2 separate regions of the Sus scrofa genome follow, and region 2 is linked to region 1. A link is a contact called in public HiChIP or PLAC-seq data. All regions are on one chromosome and are shown on one strand. The core of a region is the stretch at or near the end of the contact, and the rest is flanking DNA. Distances in the headings are between cores, read along the strand shown. Region 1 holds the start of GAK (cyclin-G-associated kinase). Region 2 holds the start of TMEM129 (E3 ubiquitin-protein ligase TM129).

What was found. HiChIP or PLAC-seq counts read pairs in DNA pulled down with a chosen protein or histone mark.
Region 2: a contact with region 1 is called in an H3K27ac HiChIP or PLAC-seq map of alveolar macrophages. The contact joins the promoter of TMEM129 here to the promoter of GAK in region 1. A contact is called at or near these places in 1 of 5 promoter capture datasets (fetal liver) and 1 of 2 datasets of contacts at active chromatin or transcription factors (alveolar macrophages).

Annotation. Positions count from the first base shown.
Region 1 is chr8:294,199-301,518 of Sscrofa11.1, reverse strand. It overlaps GAK (cyclin-G-associated kinase), which reads left to right and starts at 4,530. Exons shown (of 28, transcript XM_021100831.1): 1 at 4,530-4,809. The coding sequence starts at 4,665. It overlaps TMEM175 (endosomal/lysomomal potassium channel TMEM175), which reads right to left and starts at 5,826. Exons shown (of 11, transcript XM_021100844.1): 1 at 5,265-5,826.
Region 2 is chr8:822,793-829,387 of Sscrofa11.1, reverse strand. TMEM129 (E3 ubiquitin-protein ligase TM129) reads left to right here and starts at 3,155. Exons shown (of 4, transcript XM_003128802.4): 1 at 3,155-4,410. The coding sequence starts at 4,206. TACC3 (transforming acidic coiled-coil-containing protein 3) reads right to left here and starts at 3,955. Exons shown (of 16, transcript XM_003128804.5): 1 at 3,537-3,955; 2 at 1,670-1,832; 3 at 1,373-1,515. The coding sequence starts at 1,831.

The DNA of each region.
Region 1 (7,320 bases), core at 3,281-5,780:
TATGAACAAAGGCACCGTGGGCCTGCTGGGTCACACGCTAAGGGCACGCCGACTTTCCAAGAGACCGCCAGGCCACGTTCCCACCGGCAGATCGCGAGCTGCACCTGCTCCCACCCCTTCCAGCACTCAGCTGGAGGGCCTTTTAACAGCGTAATTAATTTTAGCTGTATTGATAGACGTGCTCTCACTGCGGTCTAACCTGCACCTCCGCACCGACCAGCTGGGCATTCTCACGGGCCTGCATTTGAACTGTGCATCTTTCGTGGCAGAGAATCTTTTACTCACTTTCTTTGGCGGGGGGTGTTCATGTTCTTCCTGAGTTTGGAGAGTTCCTTCCGCAACATGGTGAGAAGCTGTCTGTTAGATGTGGGATTTGTGGGTGTTTTCTCACAGTCTGTGGCTTTCACTCCTTCTTACCGGGCTTTAGAAGAATGTGAGTTTTAAATTTTGATGAACTCCAATTCATCAACTTTTCTTTTACGGATCATTCTTTTGGTGTCACATCTAATAATGATTTGCTTAACCTCAAAATCACAACGATCTATTTTCTTCAAGAAGTTTTAAAGTTTTAGGTTTTACTTTTGGTCTACAATCAATTCTTTTTTTTCTTTTGGTCTCACCCATAGCATGCAGAAGTTCCTGGGCCAAGGATGGAAACTGCACCACAGCAGTGACACTGCCAGGTCCTTAACCCACTGAGCCACCAGGGAACTCAGATCTTTGATCGATTCTGAGTTAATTTTCATACAACATGCAAGGCATAGGTGAGTTTCTCTGTCTTGCAGATGGATGTCTGGTTATTCCAACAGTCCCTGCTGGAAAGCCTGTCTCATCTCCACTGAACTGTCTTTGCATGCACCTCAGTCAAACCCTAACGAACGCTATTCGTGTGGGTGTATCTGGAGGTACCCATTCCTTCCTACTGAGCATGTCCCTATCCCTTGCCAGGATCACACTGACTTGAATGTGGCTTCAGAGCAGGTCTTGGTATCTGCTACACTCTTCCAGCCTCGTTCTTTCGCAAAACTGTCTGGATTACTCTAGCTCCTTTCCCTCCCTCGCTTCCATGTGCCAGGGCCCCTTTCGAGGTTCCTCAGGCAGAAAGACGGGGTGCAGCAGCTGTGAGGACAGCCCAGGACAAGATGGGGCAAGGGTCGAAGCCACAAAAGGGGACAAAATGGAAAACTCACTCATGTAATCGCCACTTCAGGTTTCAACTCTCCTTCCCAACCTATCACCTTTTGTGTACTTTTCTTTTTGTCTTTGTCTTTTTTTGCCTTTTCAGGGCCGCACATGCAGTACATGGAGGTTCCCAGGCTGGGGGTCGAATCGGAGCTGTAGCCGCCAGCCTACGCCAGAGCCACGGCAACGAGGGACCTGAGCCGCGTCTGCAGCCTACACCACAGCTCACAGCAGCGCCGTATCCTCAGCCCACTGAGCAAGGTCAGGGATCGAACCTGCAACCTCATGGTTCCTAGTTGGGTTCATTCACCACTGAGCCAGGATGGGAACTGCCCAACCTAAAGGTAATTTAAAACTGAGTCATTCAGTTTCCAAATATTTGGATGGATTTCCAGACATCTGCTATTGATTTCTAGCTTAATTCCAATGTGTTCAGAGAACACATGTGCCCAGAAAATCACCCATCTTGGTAAATGTTCTTTATTTTATTTTTTATTTTTTGGCTGCACCTGCGGCATGCAGAAATTCCTTGGCCCGGGATCCAACCTGAGCCACAGCAGTGACAATGCCAGATCCTTAACCACTAAGCCACCTGGGAATGCCAGTGATTGTTCTTGATATATTTGAAAATGTGTATTCTGCAAATATCCATTGTCAAATTGATTGGTGGTGTGTTTCAACTCTGCCACATCCTTGGTCATCTTCTGGTATTTATTCCATCATTTGTTGAGAAAGAAAAATTGAAGGAAGTTCCTGTCGTGTCTCGGTGGTTCACGAACCCGACTAATATCCATGAGGACTTGGGTTTGATCCCTGGCCTCGCTCAGTGTGCTAAAGATCTGGCATTGCCGGTAGCTGTCGTGTAGGCCGCAGATGTGGTTTGGATCCCGAGTTGCTGTGGCTGTGGTGTAGGCCGGCAGCTACAGCTCTGATTTGACCCCTAGCCTGGGAACCTCCGTATGTAATGGGTGCAGCCCTAAAAAGCCAAAAAAAAAAAAAAAAAAAAAAAAAAAAAAAAAGAACCACTGAAATCTCCAACTACAATCTCCTTGCAGTCCTTCATGTATTTTAAAGCTTGATTAGCAGGGCAGAATTGTCTAAGGTTGCTATGTCTTTTGTTGAATTTACCCCTTCATCATTACAGAATGATCTTTTTCATTCCTGCTAATAATCTTTGTAATGAAATCTACTACAAAAGGGACAGGTTTGACTGTAAGCTCAGTTTTAGACATGTATACACATGCTGAGATCTCTGAGAACAGATGTGAAAGAGTTCAGGAGGAAAGTGTGTTCCCGAGACTCGGATTTGGATTAAGAAGCTGCTACAATAACACCTAGTGCAGTGTCAGCATAAAAAGATACCATCAACATGAAACACGAGGTCCGGATAGAATCTTGCCTCTAAAGGAATTACACTACTCAGCAACCTCTACCTGATCCTGGGTCATGCCTATAAATCCAGAGCCTCTGAAATCATCATGCTTTCTAGTGAATTATTTCCTATGTTTTCCACCACAAGTATTTTAGAGCTTTTCCCCGCTGCTTAAACTTAGTTTTCTTACCTCCCTTCTCCTTTTCAATAGATGTTTTCTCTTCGTTATTCACAGTGAAGAGCTCATCAGAGAATTCCTTTGCTTTCACTCCAATACATGCACGACGTTACCACCAACTGCACTCTGTCTTCGTTCTCTCCTTTTGCGACGAACAGTGATTTTCCCTTGTCCAAAGTGAACACTTCCCTGTGCTCTGGATATCATTCCCTCCTACCTTCTAGGAGGGAAGGCACTTTACACCTGACTCTTCTGTCCCAGCAAACACATCCTGGTTTCCTTCCATCAGCTGTAGGATGCTCAGGAATCTCCCATCTTAAACATCTCAGCACCCCCTCGGTACCGTAGTCTCCGCAACCAAACTTCCTGAGTTACCTCCCCTTACTGTCTCTCCCTCTTCATTTTTTTTTCCTTCTCTTTGGGTACCTAGTTTCCACCCACTGCTCCACGGAAACAATATTGTTCTGGGCAAGATGCTGATATCACTGCTGCTAAATCCCAGGTACATCATTTACTCCTGGAAGCTGTAAGTGGAGGTTCCTCTTTTTCTTTTGTCTCCTTCCTTTTAAATGGCAAAGTCATTTGACATAATGCTTTTAGTTTCCTTCTTGCTTCCCTAGTTGCTGCTCCTCTCTAAAGAGTGTACTTTCAGTCTAAAAGCGACATTGTCCCATTGGTGCTCTCCTCCAGACAACTGCCACCTCTATGCTAGGAGACACCCAAAAACAGCCCGGACTTTTTCCCAAGCCTCCGATGTGTTCCATTTACCAGACAAACGCAGCGGCTGGAAGAGCCATGTGACTCGGTATCACTTGTTGACCCTGGCCCCCTGGCTAAGTAATGGCACTGCTGGGCATGTTTTCTCACCCCAAAGGGATAATTAATAGGAACGCTTCTAAAAGGATGTTGTAAGCAGTAAAGCATTGTATGAACTGAGCTTCTTTACTATAGTGATAACACGTGCTAGCCTGTCCAGAAAGAGACTTTTTTTTTTTTTTGTCTTTTTGCCATTTCTTGGGCCGCTCCCACGGCATATGGAGGTTCCCAGGCTAGGGGTCCAATCGGAGCTGTAGCCACCGGCCTACGCCAGAGCCACAGCAACACGGGATCCGAGCCGCGTCTGCAACCCACACCACAGCTCAGGGCAATGCCGGATCCTTAACCCACTGAGCAAGGGCAGGGACCGAACCCGCAACCTTATGGTTCCTAGTCGGATTCGTTAACCACTGCGCCACGACGGGAACTCCCGGAAAGAGACTTTTAATAGCTTGAAATTCTAGGAGGGTTAAGATGCTACCGGGGGCGGTGGCTCCATTTCTCCGTTTGGAGGTGAACACGCCAGACAAGAACCTACCGAAAGCGGCCGGCTGCCAAACGCGCCAAGGGGGTCAGGCAAGTGGCAGCGTCTTACCTGGGGGGGGGGGAAGCTCTAGGTGATGGGTCACACACGGGATTCTGGATCCAGTGCTGCCAGAAATGATTTTTCCACAGAAGCGTCAAAACTGAGCTTTTAAAATGATGCTTTTCGGTCTTTTATAGGCAACCAACTCAATAAATAGACGGACGCCGCGGGCCCCCCGGCGCTCGGCTTACACAGACCGGCTCTGCGCGGCCGGGCACCGGGAGCCCCTGGACACCAGCCTCCGCGGAAACCGCCGCGTGCAAACGGTTGGGCGCCGGGCTCCCTCCTCGAGCTCGGCGCCAGAAGCCCGTTACCCGGCCCACCCTCGCGTCCACGCCCAGCTCCGCGCACTCGCAGCCGCCCGGCGCGGCGGAAGTGACGCCCGGCGCTCTTCCGGCCAGCGACGCGCCCCCGCGCCTGCGTGGAGGCGTCGGGCGGAAGCGGTGCGGTCGCGGCCGGCGGTTGCCGAGTGGACCCGGACGCGGCTGTACGCTGAGCCCTCGGTCCGGCGCCCGCCGCGGGCCGCAGCCATGTCGCTGCTGCAGTCTGCGCTCGACTTCCTGGCGGGCCCGGGCTCCCTGGGGGGTGCTGCCGGCCGCGACCAGACTGACTTCGTGGGGCAGACGGTGGAAATGGGCGAGCTGCGGCTGCGAGTGCGGCGGGTCCTGGCGGAGGGTGAGGCGGGGGCCGGGGGCGCGCGGCCCGGGGCGCGGGGCAGGACCAGGCGGGCAGGGGGAGGGTCACGGCTGGCCGGAAGGCGACTGCCGAGGGGGAGGCCCGTGTGGGGTCGGGCACTTCCGTGTCGGAGGCTGGGGTCAGGCTGGGGCAAGGTGGTCGTGGCGGCAGGTGTAGGCTCACCTGAGGCTGGAGGAGAGGCTGTGTCGCTGGGAAGGAGTGGTGGGCCGGCGGGGGTTGGCGCGCGGGGCCTTAGCGGAAAGGAGGCAGGGGGACCCGCAAGACTAAAGGCTGGAGTCCCGAGGCACGCGCTGGGGCCGGGGGGTGGGTTATAAGTCGTCGAGGGCCGCGGTGGGACAGTGGACGTGGGGCTGGTCCTCTCAGGTTTCGGGACCTTAGGCGAGGGTGTTGGGACAGACAGCGCCGCGTCCTGTAGCCGGGGTTCCCCCTCTTACCATAGGAGCGTCTTCTGCCCCGGTCCTCTCTGGGCCCGAGCTGACCCGGCAGTTGGGATCCGTACAGAACCTCGCCGCGGGGCTGGTCAGTCTGTGGTCGGCTGTGTTGCTGCACGCTGTTTCTTGCTTCCTGCACCCCGCCTCCCTTCCTCACACAGAATTTCCCACCAGTGTTGGCGCGGTCCTGTTTCCTTGTCTGCGTTTTTCTGTTTTGTCCAGTGGGGATCACGCGGGCGTGTGAGCTTCCCCTAGCCGTGGCACGGTTGGCTTTGGGGCTGTGTTCCTTGCTTTAGCCTGCGTGAGGGAGTGGCTGCATGGACAGCTGCACATGGCTGTGGTTTCCCTCGGAGCTGTAGCTTCAGCCAGTCACTGCGGACATTCCTGCTGCCATTTGTGCTCAATTTCAGGTGGAACAATGGCTGGCTGTTTCCAAAGGCCTGAGGCGTGTTCTGCCCTTAGCATCCTCACACACATTGGCTCCACTGTCAGGAAGAGAGGAATTTGGAGGGTGATTTGGTGAGAAGATCTCAGGCTCTTCTTCAGAGCTAGTGACGTTCTGAAGTGTGGTATTCTTTCATATCTGGGGTAGAACGAGAGTTGCCCCCAGATCAAATCATTTATTCTGAAAATGCCAGGGAAGTATTTTGATTCTTTAAGAAATTCAGAGTGGAGAGTACGTGATTTCTGCCTTGTGGAACTTTAAATAAGACACATTTTCTGATGAACAAAGGACAGTGCAATGCAGGGGATTCCTCTGGTGGGATAGACGGTGGGCCCAGCTGAGATGGGAGGGGTGAGAATGCACCTCCTGCCAGGGGCAGGGCCAGTGCAGAAGGGGAGGGATGGGAAGTGGGTCACACAGAGAAGGAAGCTCGTGCCTGTGGCATAACACCCAGGATGAAGAACAAGGAAATGGAAGCAGCCACTGTGGTTGTGCAAAGCACCTGCTCCCCTTGTTGTCTAGACACACCAGGAGGTGCAAGGTGCCAGTGAGATTAGGAGCTGTAGATTTCCTCCCCTTGAACTGAACCGGCGGCTTGGCTTCAGTTTCTAAAGCTCGCGAAGCTCCTTTCTGAGCTGGAATGCTAAGAAACCTGTTGTTCCCATCAAGTAGCAACCGTAGAACCTAGACTGGGGGAATTCAGGCTGTCTTGTATAAATATGTGGAAAATCCCAAACCCAAAACCCTTGGGTACCTGTATTGACAATTTCAGAATTCTTCAGGTTCTAGGAAGAGCCTGTGTATTCTCTCTGAGCTGGCACGCCGCCAGGGCAGTTGGGAAAGTGTTGCATAACCAAGTGCATTCGTGTATCTGGAGTTAAGGGAGTGAGTCCTCACGGTGGGATAATTAAGTCTTCAGCTAGCCTCACATCAGTTCGTGTTAGGTGTTGCCCAAAATGACTTTATAATAGATCAAGTTTTGCTCTCAAATGATTTAGGGGAGGGAGTGCCCATTGTTGTTCAGCGGAAATGAATCTGACTAGCATCCATAAGGACACAGGTTCAATCCCTGGCCTCACTCAGTGGGTTAAGGATCCGGTGTTGCTGTGAGCTGTGGTGTCCTTCGCAGCTGCGGCTTGGATCTGGCCTTGCTGTGGCTGTGGTAGGTCGGCAGCTGCAGCTCCTATTCAACCTCTAGCTGGGAACCTCCATATGCTGCAGGTGCAGCCCCCAAAAAAACAAAAAAAAAATTAAGAAAAGATTTAGGGAAAAAACATTGGTTTTCATAGCTTTGACATGTGCACTTGTAGCCTGAAATGGGTTGTTGGGCAGAACTGTGGAGCCAGGTGATCTTTGCAAAATGTACTGTTAATTTTCACTTTAATTTAATTTTGTTTTGTTTTTTCAGGGCTGCACCCATGGCATATGGAAGTTCCCAGGCTAGGGGTCCAATCAGAACTGTAGCTGCCGGCCTGCACCACAGCTACGGCCTCAGCAATGCCAGATCCGGGCTGTGTCTGCCACCTACACCACAGCTCACAGCAACGCCGGATCCTTAACCCACTGAGCAAAGCCAGGGATCGAACCTGCATCCTCATGGATCATAGTTGGGTT
Region 2 (6,595 bases), core at 1,906-4,405, 530 kb before region 1:
AGACAGGTTTCTAGGTCTGAGTCCATGTGACAGCATTAGCTAAAGACAGGAAAAAAAGGTCATCCAGTCAACCCTCTCCCAGGGGCGGTTTCCCAAGTGCGTCCCGCAGAGCCATGCTGGGGGGCCACCCGGAGACACGGGCACTGAGCACAGGAACCCGACGGCCACGGTCAGAGTCAGGTTCCCCACGCCAGCCCATGTCCCCTTCCAACAGGGGACCACCAGCCAGGGCACATGAGAGTCGGGCTTCTCACTGGAGGGAGAAAGGGCAGGTCAAGGACGCTGCCTTCGGGCAGAGCAGGCCCAACCCCGGGGCCCACACGCCTCTGCTCTGCAGGCCTGGAGCGGCTCGCGCGGCTGGAGTCTGGAGTCGCGCTGACCTCAGCTGGCTGAGTCTCAAAAAGGAAAGCGAAAAAAACACTGATGTTGAAAAGCAGCACGGAAAGCTGGGCGAGGGGAGAGCCAGGACTGCAGGGTCCCCCACGGGGAGACGGGCACTCGGCTGGAGGACACTTCCCTTGAGTTGGGTGAGGGCACATTAGCCATCTTTGGCTTTTAGACACCTGAAATCCGTTTAAGAGAAAAAGCAAGCATAGGAGTTCCCTGGTGGCCTAGTGGTTAAGGATTTGGCGTTGTCACTGCTGTGGCTCAGGTTTGATCCCTGGCCCAGGAACTTCCGCGCCAGGTTCCTCATCTCCAGACGGAAGCAGGAAAAGCCCTGGCAGGTGCGAGGCGACCACCACACCCAAGCCCATGGTTGGCAAGGTTGCAAAAAAGCTTCTGCCGCCAGTCACGTGTTTAAAATCTGAGCCTCTGACCACAGCACAGGACAGACAGCTCTTCTGCCTCTAGAACTAAGGCCTGTCCGTAAGCTTTCTTCAAGGCCTGATGTTGAGAATGGGAGGCTGACTTGCAAGCGGAGGGAGAGCCAAGTGGGAGGCTAAGAAGGCAGCAGGGAGCTCCCCTGTGGCTCAGTGAGCTAAGCACCTAGCTCTGTCACTGCAGTGGCTCAGGTTGTGGCTCTGGCGTGGGTTCAACGCCTGTGCCGGGAACTTGTGCCTGCCACGGGCATGGCAGGAGGGAAGAAAAGCAGCAAAGCCACAGAGTGTCCCTCCATGGAAATGCGGCCAGGACATTTCATGCCCAGAGACAAACAAAAACCAAGGCCAAGTTGTCGGCAAGGGCACAACAGAGGAGTGGAGTGTGAGGTTTAAACTTCCCCCGTTTCGCAATTCGCTTTCCAGGAAGAAACGACTTCCAACTCCCACACAAACTTGGAGCAGAGACCAGGAGGAACCAGCTCGGACGTTTTCCTGCGGAGTCCGCCGGAGAGGTTACCGATTGCGGGTTGCCAAACAGCGCCAACACTTACCTCTCTTTCCGGGCCCGGCCTTGATGAGAGCTTTCTAGTCCAACGGTGTCCCCTAGAGCTGAAGAAGCGTCCAGCTTGCTGCCCATGCTGGGACTTAAGATCCGGTGAGTCTGTGGATCCCGCAGAGGTGTCTGAAAAGTCACCTGTCGGGGAGACAGGAAGGCACTCGTCCAATAACTCACACCTTCCCCCACCACACTAGAAGCCACCGGGCCCCGCCCGGCCAGCTGGCTAAGGCCCCGGGAAAGCAGGCCCCGGGACTGCACGTGTGACCCCCAGGAGATCTGCGGGGCTCACCTTCGTGGCTTTGGCTGTGCTCTTGGGCGGCACATTTTCTTTCTGGGACAGCCGGAGGACAGATGATCTTCCGGTAAGTTCCAGTGGTGAAAACAGGAAGTCGCAATTTTCTGTACTTCTGTCACCAGTGACATTTTCATCACTGAAGACGTGCAGACTCATTCTGGGAAAGCAGAGAGTTGTGAGTCAAGAGGAGGGCGGGGACACCCTGTTGTCTAGACGCACATATGTGAAGACAAGCGAGCTGACCCCACGGTGCCGCAGGGTGGACGTCCCCTTCCTGCACGGGCGTGTGTGTGTGTGTGTGAGACACCGCAGGCAGCATGTCCTCTGCCAGAGCGTGTCCTTATCCCGTTCTGGGGGGAGCTGCCCCTCCCGGGAGAAAGAGCTAGGAGGGCTCTCAGCCCACAGGGCAAGAAGGAAGAACAGGTCCTCGAAATAACTGGAACTTTGTGGGTAAAAGTTGGGAGACAGATAAGGGCTGATCTGTGACAAAACTGGCAGAGGCCTTGGCACTGGGGCTGGAGCAGGCAGCCGAGATGGAGGAGGGCAGAAAAGCAGAAGGGCAGGGCAGCTGGCTCTCTGCCCACCGACGGGGGCGCCAGGAGGGCCAAGGCTCAGAGGAGGAGCAGGGATGGTAACAAGCGGCACGTGCAGGATCACCTGTGGGGAGTTGAGGTGCTTCTACACCAGGGTCTGGAGACTAGAAACACACCAGGGGCCTCCGGTCGGGTCCACGAGGTTCTAGAATAGTCCTACTCCTCCTTCCCAAATTCATCATGGTCACCTACCCGGCATTCCCAACTTAGGAGTCACCAGAAAACTGGGCAGCACAGGTACCTGCTGGGGGTGGGGGCCCCGGGGACCTCAGCTGCAAGAGCAAAACGGCTGGGGCCTAAGGAACACGGGTGCCCTGGAACGAGGTGAGGTCAGGGGGATGAGCCGCCTGGAGGGTGTGGGGTTGGGTGCTGCGTGTGGAGCAGGGAGCGGGAGGAGGGAAGCAGGGAGCCAGAGGCTCTTGTCTGTGGCCAGGGGGGAGCGGTCAGCCCTGGCTTGGCCAGCAGGCCCACACGCGGCGTGGGGAGGTGGGAAAGGGAAGCCTAAGTCAAGGGGGACTACTGGGTTTGGCCTGGGGGACGGGGTGAAACGGGGAGGGGCCGGAGGGCCCTGGGCCACAGGAGGGAGACTTAGAGCACCCTTTCTGTGGGATCCCTTCACCTGGGGAAGGTGGGGGTGCGACAATGGCAGCCTCTACGGGTTTGGCTCCTACTAATGACGGGGGGCCAGGGAGGCGGCTCCTGAGCAGAAGGGGCGAGGCCAGCGCGGAGGAGGACTGGCGTCGAGGGCCTGCCGGCAGGCTCTTGAGAATCAGCGCTGGAGCCCAGGTTTCTGCTGCAGGTGCCGCGGGGTCGGTGATGACTCACAGGTGGGGCTGCGCCGGGAGGAGGGGCCGGGCAGCAAGGCGGAGGCTGGTCAGGGGCGGAGTGCCAGTGCGGGTCACCGCCACAGGGGGCCGGGGGCTGGGCGAGGTCACCGGGGAGAGGGAAGACCGGTGCGACCGGCCGGAGGGTCCTCGTGGAGGGCGATATAGGGGCCACTAGGCGTCCTCGGGAGGCAGGGCCGAGAGCCCACCGGCTCCGCTGCCAGCTGCGGCCGGGCCGGCTGGATGAGTGCGGGCGAGATGGGACCCCGGGGAAGGGGGCGCCCCGAGGTGGGGGGGGCGAGGAGAGCCGACTGTGGGCACCGCGGCGCCGCGGGAGGAGTCAGAGATCCGTGTCCAGGCCGCCACTGCGACAGGCTAAGGCCCGAGGACAGGCCAGAAGAGGCAGGAACGGAGCCCCGAGCCCGGACCCGGTCGCCGTCTTACCTGCCGGCCGCTGCGCGGAACCGAAGGAGCGGGAGGCGCCGTGTCCGGGAGCCCGGCTGCCCGCCGCCGATTCAAATATCGACGGTTGGCGCGTACGGCCAATCAGCGCGTGGCCGGGGCGGGACACAGGGCGTCGAAGGCCAATGGGAGGCTGCGCCCAAGAGGCGGCTTCCGCTTCCGGGCGAGGCGGCACGCTAGGCAGGGCGGCCCCTGGAATTCTCGGTAGCCCAGGCTCGTCCAGCAGACGAAGGTGAAACGCGGCTCGAGAGCGGGCGGTGAGTGCGGGGCCCGCCGTCGCCCAGGAATCTCGGGCTCTGCGCAGACGCGCCTGGGCTGCGCGGAAAGGCCCAGGGCCTGAGAGCTGCTCGCCCGAGTCTGTATTCCCAGCTGTGGAATGGAGCCAAGTTCAGCGCCGCCCTCAGGGCGGGTCGTGGGGAGGCTCCAAACCCTCGCGAGGACTGCCGCGGCGGCTCAGGACGTCTGGCCGCGAGCGGGGTCCTGGAACTTCATTTCCCAGAGCGCCCCGCGAGCGGCCTGAGGGTGGGGACTACACGTCCCAGGGCGCCCCGCGCGGCCCCGGCGCCTACCGGACGCGGACGCTGAGGCCTGTTTTGCGCCCCGGGGCGGGGGGCCTCGCCCGGACGGCTTCCCGGCGGCTACGGCGGCGCGATGGACAGCCCCGAGGTCACCTTCACGCTGGCCTACCTGGTGTTCGCCGTATGCTTCGTGTTCACCCCCACCGAGTTCCACTCGGCCGGGCTCACGGTGCAGAACCTGCTGTCGGGCTGGCTGGGCAGCGAGGACGCCGCCTTCGTGCCCTACCACCTGCGCCGCACGGCCGCCACGCTGCTGTGCCACTCGCTGCTGCCGCTCGGTGAGCTCGCGGGGCGCGCGGCGGAGCTGGGGGCGGGGGGGGGGCGCTGGAGGCCCATCTCCCGGACCCCAGGGGGGAAGAGACGGGGGAGCGCGCGCGGGCCGCAGAGCCGAGGCCGTGGGCTAAGCGCCCCGTGCGAGGAGGAGGGTGCTGGTCGCAGCTGCCTCTTGCGGGCAGCAGAACCCTGGGGGAGAGGATGCTCTGGTCACTGGGGCAGGTGGGGAGCTGTCACCTAGGGGCAGCTCCCAGGAAAGGGGCATGATGCCAACAGAGGTGGCCGGCCCCAGTCCTTGGAAGAGGGGTGCAGGAAGGGCAGGCAGGGAGGGCGACTGCAGTTGAGAGCGTCTCAGGTGCGGGGCGGGGAGAGGCGTGTGTGCGGCCAGGAAGCTCAGGTGTTGCCAGGGGCTGTGCTGGGCAGGTGAGCCAGGTGCTAACTGGCCTCTGGGAGGCTGACTGGTTGGAGAGTGGGGTCCTAAGCGCGGAATCTCTGGAGAACTTGGGCTCACACGTAAGTGGGGGAGGGCGGGTGGCGGTGGCCAGCCCTGTCTGGAGCTGCCATGGTGGACATGGGAGGGGTTTCCAGCTGGCATCAGGGAGATACAGCCTGGGCCAGTGGAAAGTGGCTGGGAAGGGCTGGGCTGGTCTGACGAGGTGGGCCTGTGCCTGGGGGCTGCCTGCCCCGTGGGGAAGGCGGGCAAAAGACAGCCCATGCCAGGATAGAGGCAGGGCCAGGGTGGGGAGCTGGTCGCTCCACCTAGCTTCCCTGCGGGGCAGGGGTGCCCGTTCACCGGTTTCCGGGAGAAAGGCATGGCTCAGAGTTTGGGTTCTCCTGGGGGTTGTGCCCTGGGAACTAAGGATCTCTGCAGCTTTATGGAGCCTCCATCTGCACCTTCCCAACAGCCTGTGTGTGTGTGGGGTCACCACCATCCCAGGATGGAGGGGGACAGAAAGGTGGGCTGAGTGACTCATGGGGCCACATGGGGAGGAAGTGGAGTTTGGCCTTGTGCTCCGACAAGGAACGTGTTTTGTTTTGTTTTGTTTGGCAGTGGCATCTGTGGCCTGTGGAAATCTCGTCTTTTTTTTTTTAACTTATTATTTTTTGGCTTTTTAGGGCCGCACCTGCGGCACATGGAAGTTCCCAGGCTAGGGGTCAATTGGAGCTACAGCTGTTGGCCTACACCATGGCCACAGCAATGCCAGATCCAAGCTGTGTCTGCAACCTACACTGCAGCTCATGGCAACGCTGGACCCTTAACCCACTGAGCGAGGCCAAGGATCAAACACGCATCCTTATGGATTGTGGCTGAGCTACAATAGTAACACACACACACAATGAGTTGCTTAAAATGTGTCAACTTGGGGTTTAGCTGTGGCACAGTGGGCTAAGTATCTATTCTTGCCACAGCTGTGATTTAGGTCACAGCTGTGGCTCGGATTCAGTGCCTGACCTTGGAGCTGGCATGTGCAGCCGGGTATGTGTACTGACTTGATAGCATCTGCCGTTCTTTTTGCTGTTTCAAACTTGTTTGCGGGTCACTGTCTACATTGTTCATTTCACCGTGCAAATTGGCCTGCCGCTGGCTAGCGGGGGCCCTGGAGCTGGCTCCTCGGCCCTTGGGACAAGCCTCTGTCATTCTTTGCTTGCTGTCTGACACATGACGTCCCAGTTCTGGGATGTGCCAGGCTCTGATCTGCCTCCTCAGAGCAGGTGAGGTCCAGAGGCCAAGATCCAGCCCTCGGAGGGCCACTGGGCAGCCCCGCATTGGGCGACACCAGGTCCTTGCATTTGTTTTTGCTTTTCTAGGTTTTTCTTGTTTTTTGCCCCCTGGTACTCAGCTGTTACTTGTACAAAGCTAGAACAGTAAGTTGAAGATGTTTTCTGGAATTCCCGCTGTGGTGCTGTGGGGTTAATGCTCTGGCTTGTCTCTGTGGAGGCGCCGGTTTGATCCCTGGTCCAGCGCAGTGGGTTAAGTGTCTGGCTGGTGTTGCTGCAGTGGTGGTGTAGGTTGCAGCTTTGGCTCAGATTCAATCCCCGGCCCAGGAGCTTCTTTCAGGCGGCTGAAAAAGAAAAACAGAAATGTTTTCTTGTTGAAAGAGAAAAAAAAAAAGAAAAACAAAAATGTTTCCCGCGGACAGGACAAGGGCGGGCTTGGGCCTGCTGTGGAGGCCGGTGAGGCCCACCTGC